Linked DNA regions of Gossypium hirsutum: regions 1 and 2 are each linked to region 3. The links are chromatin contacts, called in public Hi-C maps. All regions are on one chromosome and are shown on one strand. Each heading gives the region's core, a stretch centred on a gene start, on an enhancer-like site or on the middle of the called end of the contact. The rest is flanking DNA. Distances are from core to core; before and after follow the strand shown. Region 1 holds the start of LOC107922576. Region 2 holds the start of LOC107922244 (aquaporin PIP2-7-like). Region 3 holds the start of LOC107922466 (myb-related protein 308).

Region 1 (3,206 bases), core at 457-2,956, 660 kb after region 3:
AAGTTGGGGAAAAAAATTAAGAACATTGGCTTTCTTTTGGCTTATTTTGTTATATGCATTAGTGTCTTCTATTCTAGAGGATATTTAATATGAACTTCTCCCCTCCTCTATTATCATAATATAATTAGAATTTCTTAATTTGCATTGCTATTCTTTAGTATTTTTGTTGTTTCTGATCATCTCACTTTTATTTAACTTCTACTTGGGAGAAGTGATGTGCAATGCATACATACATATTTACGATATATAATTGAACCAAATGCATATTTACATACATTATACAATCCGAGTTCTATGAATCATGTGTGCTCAAGTTTTTTTTTATTTTTGGGCAATCCTTTACCACCTTTAATGGAAGCGTAGAAATCCTATTTTAGGGAGATTCAGTTTAAGGGTATATTTAGCCTGACTATTCAAAAGCCTTTTGACAGCAAAGCAGCTTTAGAATGTGCTTTTCAACCAAGAAAATGACTGATCGGTGTTTTCCAAAAGGACCTTACAATGCTAAACTAGCTCCAGATTGAAAGATAAGTAAATTTACCTCTCATGGGACCTACTGGCCCTAATCTGTAACTTCAAATGGTTTTACAGTGTTTCATTGGTTGGATTTACAATATTGTACTTGCATGTATAAAAAGTTATGAAATTAATAGCAGCTAAATCTAATCCTCCCCATGTTTTCAAGTATCTTGGTTTTAATGTAAGTCTTGCAAACATGCTTGATAGAGTTTTCATTTGATGATATGATTTTGCAGTTGTGAGTAATCCTCTCTTGAGTAAAAGCTTTGAAGAGTGCTTAAGAATATCCTCTCTCAAGTAACATTAAACTTGCATGTTTTTCTTCAACATTGTTCAAAACAGGAATAAACATTGATATCTCAATATACCCCATAAATTTAAAAAGCATCAGAACTGGTATTATTAGTTAATATGCCCTCTTAGGACATCATCTATCAATAAACATTAATAACTAAGTAATTAAAGGGTTTTTTGTTTGGTTTATGTCCATCGCATCTCTTCATACTTTATCTTGAGCAACTTTCTCTCTTCTTCCCACTTGTCTCTATCTTCATTATATTTTTCTTTCAAAGTGCTTTTAACTCTATCAAAATTCTCCTCCTTTTGCAGCAACTTTTTCTTGTACTTATCCTTGTATTTCCCTTTGGCTTTCATTGCTTCTTCCTCTTTGAACATCCTGCAAGTCTCACATGCAACTTGCACCTGCATGCTTCCCTCTTCACCTTCTTTTTCATTCTTCTTCGCTGTTGTCCTTATTTCTACTTCCTCCTTTTCTCTCATGCTGTTGTAATTTCCTCCCTCAATGGTACCCTGAAACAATACATTCAGGAATATCAGATCATGCATGCAAATTCAATCCACCATAATGATAATAATAATAAGGCACTTACGCTTTTGTTTAAAGATCTTAACTTCAAGTTGTGTAACAGAGTGGAGAAAAGAGCATAAATATCCTGGAGAAGGAGCTTGACCATGTAAACTACGAAATCATGCAATATCAATGCGACGAGCGTGGCAATAAAGTGCTGTTTATTACCATCTACAGCAAAGTAAAGCAAACACATTAACAAGGTTCGGTCGAGCCAAAACCAAGTCTTCTTTTCTGCATCCATCACTGAGATATCACTCTCCAAAGAACCCTCTATTCAAAGAATAAACACAAAATGGAATATCACAGCGTTTCGAACTGGACAGTGCGTTTGTTATTACATATATATATGTGAATAAAGTTAAAAGGGAATAAAAAGTTAACCCTAAACCTAGCTTGGAACTTACGATATTCCTTACAAGGTGACCTTAATTGAAGAGAAGCCAGAGGCTAACACCTAATGGTGGATTGGACCTTCGTGAAATGTTGGGTTTTCTAATTTCATTACTTTTCTTTCCTCTTTTAGGCCCAAATGTTCTCTCCCTCCATTTCTTTAACAACACCATCAACAAATTTAAAGGTTACAATAAAATTAGGGATTTAGTATTTACAATAAATAAAATTTAAGTGAAATAATTAATACCATTAGTGCTTCTTAACATGCTAATTAAGCTACTCTCACTTAATAGAAAAAATTTGATAAAAAATGATAATAAAAATTTTGAATAAAAAATAAAAAATAAAAAATACATAGACAAAATCCAAGTAGATAAATTAGTAGCAAAATTTGGCCATATTTAAACCTTATCTTTTAAAGCTTTCAATGGCCATTTGAAAAGACTAGTGTTCTAGTGCAACACCAAAATTGAGTTCAAACCCAAGTAACCTCTACTTCCTGCCGTTGTAAAAAAATAATTGAAGCAAATGTGAGTTCATAATATTTATGAAAAACAATGAAATATATAATTAAATATAATAGAGTTTAAAAACTTCAAAAGTGATAATTGAAAATCTAACATGCGATAGACATATGATCATTTTTTTAATTACGTTTGTGAAGCTATTCACAACATGGTTAAAACAAAATCTATACATTTCAATCACCCAAAAGAATGCCGTATATATTCTTATTGTTCAAGATTTGTCAAATCTCTAAAACTAAATTTTTTTAAAAAAAAATCATAAATTCGATTTAAAAATCAACCGAATGTGGAAGATAATAAACTAACAACTCATAATTTTATTATATACAAAAAATAAAAAAAAAAGGTGAATGAAGAAGACAACATGAAAACACAGAGCTTTTGGCTTATATCACCTTTTATTTTTTTATTCTTCTTTCTTTTTTCATCAATAAAACAAAAATGGCAGCTTCCATCAGAAAAATTTATACAATAAAACAGGATATCAGTATTCAGTAGTCATGTTCTGAAAACAATAAATTATAAACTCATTGCCAAAACAGAGTATTTGGGTCAGATTTTCACAAGCCTTTTAAAAATTATTATTTATTTTATGATTATGATTATATATGTTATATGTTGTATACATACAATTATCAGAGACTTGCTTTTGTAATTTAATATGTAGAGTATGGTGTTTGGTTTGCCATTTGCCAAGACAACTGTTGCCATCATTTTTGTTACTTTTTTTTTCTTTTTAGTCTTTAATGAATGATTTAAGGGACCACTAACTTCATTTCCACCATCTTTTTTTTAAGGGAAAGGGAACATTCCTGGTTTTTATATATATATTATTTAATTGCATTAAGCTTTTTTAAATTTATCAGTTTTTTTTTTATATGTAAACTGTACTTAAA
Region 2 (3,671 bases), core at 5-2,504, 680 kb after region 3:
CTTCACTCATCCAAGGTATTAAAGTAGAAAGCTGATTGTATAGCAAAAACATGCCTTGAGAACCCTTTAGAGTTAGTCATTTTTTAGTTACTTTTGATTAATGTTAGGAAGATGTTATTAGATGATAAAGCTAGAAATCTTATGTAAGGACTAATAGGTCCTAAGTAGAGGTGCTCATGGGCCGGGCAGCCCAGCTCGGCCCGACGGCCCGCCCGAAATATGGAAGGGTTTGGGTAAAAATATAGACCCGAAATATGGACTTGGGCAAAAAAACGAGGCCCGATTAAAAAACGGGCCGAGCCTCGGGCACCACTTTTTTGGCCCGAGCCCGACCCGGCCCAAATATAATAAATATTTTTATTTTTAAATTTTTTTAATTTTTAAAATAAATTTTTGGTATTTATTTAAAAAACGGGCCGGGCCGAGCCAGGCCTGGGCTTATGAATTTTTCCCGGGCCGGGCATGGGTAAAATTCTAGGCTCATATTTCGGGCCGGGCCTGAGCCTAAGACTCGGGCCAAAATTTTTTCTGAGCCCGGTCCGAACCCGGCCCGGCCCATGAGCACCTCTAGTCCTAAGGTCACTAATGCTCTTCTTCTTCTATAAAAGAAAATAAGTGAATTAAATTGTGAACACGAGTGTACCTACTAAATGAACAAACTAGATCATTCGTGCTAAAAAAATTATCACCCTAAATTTATTCACATTATATTTTTAGAATATCATATTTAAATTGTTTAAGCGGTAAGTACACGTATATTAGCTCTAGATTAAAATAATTAAAAGAAATAAATGAATATTTTACAAATTCATTTGGGGAGTTAACCATTTAAAAATATTTGAAAAATTGGAAATAGTTTGATATAAATAACTGGAGAGAAAGGAAATGGTATGAGATGATGTGGCAACACAAAGGGAAGGGGATATGAAAGGGATATTGTAGGAAATTCAAGTAAAATTATGGAGAAATAAAAAAAGAGAGAAAAAAAGACAAGATATAACCGTGGCTTAGGTTGGATGCCAGGCTGACCCCTTTGAAACCCTACTTTTGAGATGATGATTACTTTTAGCCCTCACAGTCACATGGTCTCGCTGTACACCCTTTGGTCCCACCCTGACTGTCCCCTACCCCTTCTCAAACCCACCAAATAATATATTATTATTTAAGGAAAATGATTTCCCATAACCCAAATTATATTCCAACACTACCCTTGGCTTATCCGTAAATGCACCATTTGTGTTTCCCCTTGACACCAGTTTAAAAGGGAGTGATTTGAAGCTGCATTTAGTTGCACAAAGAAACAACATAGATATAATAAGCACCTCCCCGTAAGCAAACCACAAAGGAAAGCTTGGAGAGAGACCCAAAAACAATGTCTAAGGAAGTTAGTGAAGAAGGACAGGGTCGTAAGGACTATGTGGACCCTCCACCGGCACCTCTGATTGACATGGCTGAACTCAAGTCATGGTCTTTTTACAGAGCCCTCATAGCTGAGTTCATAGCCACTCTCCTCTTCCTCTATGTCACTGTTGCTACTGTAATTGGTCACAAGAAACAACAAGATGCATGTGATGGTGTTGGTCTCTTGGGTATTGCATGGGCTTTCGGTGGCATGATCTTTATCCTTGTTTACTGCACTGCCGGTATCTCAGGTAACACCAACACCACACCAAAACAAAACCCCTAACCCTAAAAACTAAATTGCTCTTTTGTTTGCTTGAAGTGTTTTGGTTGTTTTGGTTACAGGTGGACACATTAACCCTGCGGTGACTTTTGGGTTGTTTTTGGCCCGTAAAGTGTCTTTCATTAGGGCTGTGGCTTACATGGTGTCACAGTGCTTGGGTGCTATATGTGGAGTTGGGTTGGTTAAAGCTTTCATGAAGCATCCATACAACTCCCTTGGTGGTGGTGCAAACACCGTGGCTTCTGGCTACAACAAGGGAACTGCCTTGGGAGCTGAGATTATTGGAACTTTCGTACTTGTCTACACTGTTTTCTCAGCCACCGACCCCAAGAGAAGTGCCCGTGACTCCCACGTCCCTGTATGTAACATCTATATATGGATCGACTCCATGATTTTAAGCTGTTACCGTGTCTGATGGGATTTAAACTGTTGTTTTGGGTGTAGGTATTGGCTCCCCTTCCAATAGGGTTCGCAGTGTTCATGGTTCACTTGGCTACCATCCCCATCACCGGTACTGGTATTAACCCTGCAAGGAGTTTCGGTGCTGCTGTAATCTACAATAACGACAAAGCCTGGGATGAACACGTAAGTGTTCATGTACTATTAACATTTTACTGTCCTTTTTTGATCTTTGAAACTAAGACATGGTTTATATTTGTGATGGACAGTGGATTTTCTGGGTTGGTCCATTTGTTGGAGCACTTGCAGCAGCTATATATCATCAGTACATCCTTAGAGCAGCAGCTATCAAAGCTTTGGGATCCTTCCGCAGCAACCCCACCAACTAAAAAAAATCAACCCAAATAGCTTTGTCTCCACTTCACTCTTTTTCTATTTTCTCCATTTGTTCGTTTGTGTGTATGAGAAGATTATTATGAATGATGAATGATGATGACCCTTTCCTTTTTATCATTTTTCTCTATTTATAAATATTTAATCCTTCGTTGTTAGCTTTTGCTTCTCTCATGTATCACTGTTTTTTCACATTGTGTGCAGTGTAAATCTCTTTAAGAATTTAGATAATTGATTCCTTAGTGTCGTTTCTTAAAGGTAATATGTCTCATTCAAGACCTAACCTATTGTAAAAGACCTAAAATGACAAAATGGGTAAACAAATTTTCCCCATAATGGCCATTTGGAGTGAGTGGGATCATTCATTTCCCATAAATTAAGGGCCTTGTTTTGGAGTCATGTGAGGTACACATGAGTTAACTTTTTGTAACAACATATGATAGATAGACACGTATAAAGGAGAAGGGTAGCAAGAAAGAACCGAAGATGCCCCCTTCCCAAGGAAGATAAAAAAGGGGTTAAAAAAGTTCAAATTCTGACCCTCCTCCTTTTTTCACCTGTCTGGAAAGGTCAGTTGGTTGCCAAAAGCAGAAAACGAGAGGGCAAGGAATCCGAGGACCCTACAAACGAAGCCACGCGTCATGGCTGCACATGGGTTACCTCTCAGTCTTATCCTATCAGAAATCGGCTAAAACCACAAAGGCAAAGAAAGATAAAAGCCAAAAAACAAGTAGTAGGCTGGTAGCAGTGCAGTACAAAAGAGAAGGGAAGTAGTATTAATATACTTTCCCCAAACTAAACAGTTTGTATAATAAATTTGTAAGTAATAATGTTTTTATGGGGTGGTGTAAAAGAGAAATCATATTCCCGTCTTTTTACGAAAGGTACGTAGCATCCCTTGAACGTGAGCTGATATGATGATGAAAACTTCAAGAGCATTTAACCAATGGCCTATGGCATGCATGCAACCATAGTGGTGAGGGTCCAGCGCTTCATTTCCATTTTCTTTACTTAATTGCAAGGGTTATTGTTGGATATAATTTAATTTAAAATTTAAACTATTTGAATAAATTTATTCAAATTAAATTATAATAAAAAGAATTTGATGATTTTTTTATTGGAGTTCTTAAAATTATTATTTTAAAAAATTTTAGAATTTAAATTTTTTACTATTTTTTGACCAAAAATATGAGAT
Region 3 (3,204 bases), core at 251-2,750:
GATTTTAAAACTAATAACAATGATCTCCTTGTCATTTCTCTCCAATATTTTTTTTCGGGGGGGGGGGGGAGTTGAACTACATAGTTAAAAATCCAAATTTTCACTCTTTATTATTTCATTTCCAAACTTCTATATTCCAAGATACCAGATTTCAAGCCTAAGAAATCATAACCACTGCTGTTGTTGCTGTTGCTGTGGCTACTGCTGCTGCTGCTGCTACCTGCAGCAGTAGTGATGGTGCTGCAAGTGCAATCTTTGCTGTTTTTAACTCCCAAGCTGCAAATAAAACAAAGAGTTCTTCCTCCAGTTTTGAATGACTCTGGTTGGGTTTGCTGGTAATAAGGAGGGCTAATTCTGAGGTCCAAATTCAAGTCTGGACACCTTTCTTGAACTGGGATTTTCTTTTCATCTTTGGTGATAAATCCAATAGGGTTATTATTACTGTTAGTATTAATCTTCTCTTTCTCTTCTTTGGCACCACTGAAAGATATTGTTGTTACATCCTGAGAAGCCTCATTGAGTGGCCTGTGAGTTGCTGGATCAATACCTCTGCTCAATAGCTTCCTTCTTATATGCGTGTTCCAGTAATTCTTTATCTCATTATCTGTTCTTCCTGGTAATCTCCCCGCTATAAGAGACCACCTATAAAATTCAAGGAATCCCCCATAAAAAACCAATCAAAATTTCAAACACCACACACTAACAAAGTTGAATATATAATCTATCTATATTTATATACAACACTTACTTGTTACCAAGAAGGCTGTGCAGCTTGATAATGAGCTCATCTTCTTCTTCAGTGAAATTGCCACGTTTAAGATCAGGTCTTAAGTAATTGATCCAACGAAGTCTACAACTTTTGCCACAGCGGAGAAGGCCAGCAGCTTTAGGGAGTGAACGCCAGCAACCTTCACCATGGGCTCGGATGTAAGCTATGAGGCGATCATCTTCTTCTTTAGTCCACGCACCTTTGTTCGTATGAGCTTTCTCACAACAAGGAGACCTTCCCATAATTCAGTAACACAAAGAAACCTTTTTCAACTTGTGGAAAATAGCAGCACTAGTAGCCTACGTTTGCAGTTTTTCAATACTATACACACTAGTATAAAATATAATATGATATGATATATATGTGTGTGTATATTATAATTAGAATCTAGGAGAAGCAGTAAGGGTGGAAAATGAAATGGAGGCCTTGTTTTTTGTGTTGCAGGAACATTGAGGCCGGCCCTTTGAGAGCACTTTAGATGCTTTTTTATATAGCCTTTTGACTATTACGCACACACACAACCAGAAAGAGAAAGAGCGCAGTGACCCTAATTTTAGCTTCTAGATGTGAGTTGGTGAGACAGGTTTGAGGGGAGTGGCTGGTAGCCTCTCTCTTGATGATATTAGCATCAATCATATATAATAAGTTAAAAGGGATATATATTAACTGTAGGTAACCTTTAGGTAGGTGTAAAGTAAGGTATTAAAGTATGGGTAGGACAAAGTGTGATCTCTGCTCTCTCCCACCCCATTCTTTTTCTATAATAGTTTTTTTTCCCTACCTTTGGCTCTTTGTCTAAACCTGTACTACTTTAGATTAATAATTTAGTTAGCTTTCATAATCTTTCCCCCAACTGAAATTAGACATGTACCAGAGTACATGTTCAACTTAAATATTTTATCATGTTGTTGGAACTAACATCCATCCTTACCAAAAGGTTTTCCGGATTTAAATCTCAATATATATCTATCTATCTATCACCCTTGTTTTTCTTTATTAACCGGTGTGATCTCTTTTATAATTGAAAAAGAATTAGAAAGAGAGTACTATGACTCAAAAGTCTGAATACTATAAGATTAAGGAACCTTAACTATAATAATAAGCTCCATTACAGAATTATTTTTGTGTAAATATATGACACTAAATGTTGTCCAGTTGACTAGTTTTGGTTTACAAGAAAAATCAAATCTTGAAGCTGGAAATATTTTTTATATGTTGGTAGGAAAACATATATATATATATATAAAAGGTTGCTATATTAGTGAAATGGAGTGGTGGATGGGATATATTAGTGAAGAAATCATGAAATAGGGATGGTAGTTGTGGATCTTTATTCTATTGGTATACCATCATCATGCAGGAGAGAGAAAGGGGGGGTTTCTAGAAGACTTGGAGGTTGGGGTTCAGGGGCAGGATGATGATGAAAGAAAAAGGGAGAATAGGGAAAAGATAAATACTCTAAAATAAGTCTAATATTATATGAGTGTGGTTGTGGTTGTCTTTGTTTGTGGGCTTTGGTTCACCTTCCACCTTCCACTTTCCTTTTTATTTCTTTTTGGTTCTTCCCCCCCAAACCTTGTGGTTTAAGTTTAGGCAACAAATGGGCAGCAGTGAGGTTAGGGATGGGAAAGGTTGATTCTTTTTTCACCCTTTTTGTTGTTTTCTTTCCCTCTCCAATTTGCATAATGATATTTGCCACCCACCACCACACATAACAAAACTCCCCTCCCCCCCTCTCTCTCTCATCGTGAAATTCAAGTGGATGGTAAGAGCTAAGGATGATGAGAACAAGTTGTTTTCGGACTGGGGGAGAGGGGGAGATTTCACCTACTTTTTTCACCTTTCTGACTGTCCTTGCAACGAGTCCAATTCCTGGCCTTACTTTGATGTTCAACTATATGGGGATGGGGAAGGGGGGGACAGACAGGGTCACCATTTAAGATTTTTATTTTTTTTCTACTTTTATTATCTTTATTTTTAACTAAAAACCCACCTAAGCTTATCCATTTTGTTTTGTTTCTCAACATTTGAACAAACAACAAATTGAATTTTACATCATAAGGGGAAAAAAGAAAATTAAGAATGGGCTAAAAAATGATGGATCAAAACATTTACCTACGCGCATTAATTGAATGGTGCCTAACCTGTTTCAATCAGACGGCGCACATCATGATCGCTATCAGTTAGGTTGGCTTTTTAACCAAGTCTTTTTCCTAACCCAAGCAATCCCAATCTCCCACACTGCACAACCACATGACCGACTGTCCTATGACTTTAAAAGATAAGACTCCTAAAAGAGAATTCAGAATTGTTTGATTATTAACAACCCCCCAAACAAAAGAGAATTTAAAAATAAAATAAAAAATTGATAGGGATTTTAATTTTATAACTACATGATTGGTTAAGGTCCTAAAAATGGGGTAAGGGGTTTAGGT

Evidence for each region. Hi-C and Micro-C count contacts between places; a contact is called where the count stands out from the background.
Region 1: a contact with region 3 is called in a Hi-C map of leaf, with 1.9 times the contacts expected there. The contact joins the promoter of LOC107922576 here to the promoter of LOC107922466 in region 3. A contact is called at or near these places in 3 of 34 Hi-C or Micro-C datasets (all in leaf).
Region 2: a Hi-C map of leaf shows a contact between it and region 3, with 1.8 times the contacts expected there. The contact joins the promoter of LOC107922244 here to the promoter of LOC107922466 in region 3. A contact is called at or near these places in 3 of 34 Hi-C or Micro-C datasets (all in leaf).

Annotation. Positions count from the first base shown.
Region 1 is chrD01:55,689,916-55,693,121 of Gossypium_hirsutum_v2.1, forward strand. LOC107922576 reads right to left here and starts at 1,707. Exons shown (of 2, transcript XM_016852666.2): 1 at 1,410-1,707; 2 at 818-1,329. The coding sequence starts at 1,631. The coding sequence ends at 1,000. It overlaps LOC107922577 (SKP1-like protein 1A), which reads left to right. Exons shown (of 2, transcript XM_016852667.2): 2 at 1-138.
Region 2 is chrD01:55,709,164-55,712,834 of Gossypium_hirsutum_v2.1, forward strand. LOC107922244 (aquaporin PIP2-7-like) reads left to right here and starts at 1,255. Exons shown (of 4, transcript NM_001327196.2): 1 at 1,255-1,652; 2 at 1,747-2,042; 3 at 2,129-2,269; 4 at 2,353-2,733. The coding sequence starts at 1,373. The coding sequence ends at 2,472.
Region 3 is chrD01:55,030,468-55,033,671 of Gossypium_hirsutum_v2.1, forward strand. It overlaps LOC107922466 (myb-related protein 308), which reads right to left and starts at 1,501. Exons shown (of 2, transcript XM_016852515.2): 1 at 749-1,501; 2 at 1-642. The coding sequence starts at 1,011. The coding sequence ends at 111.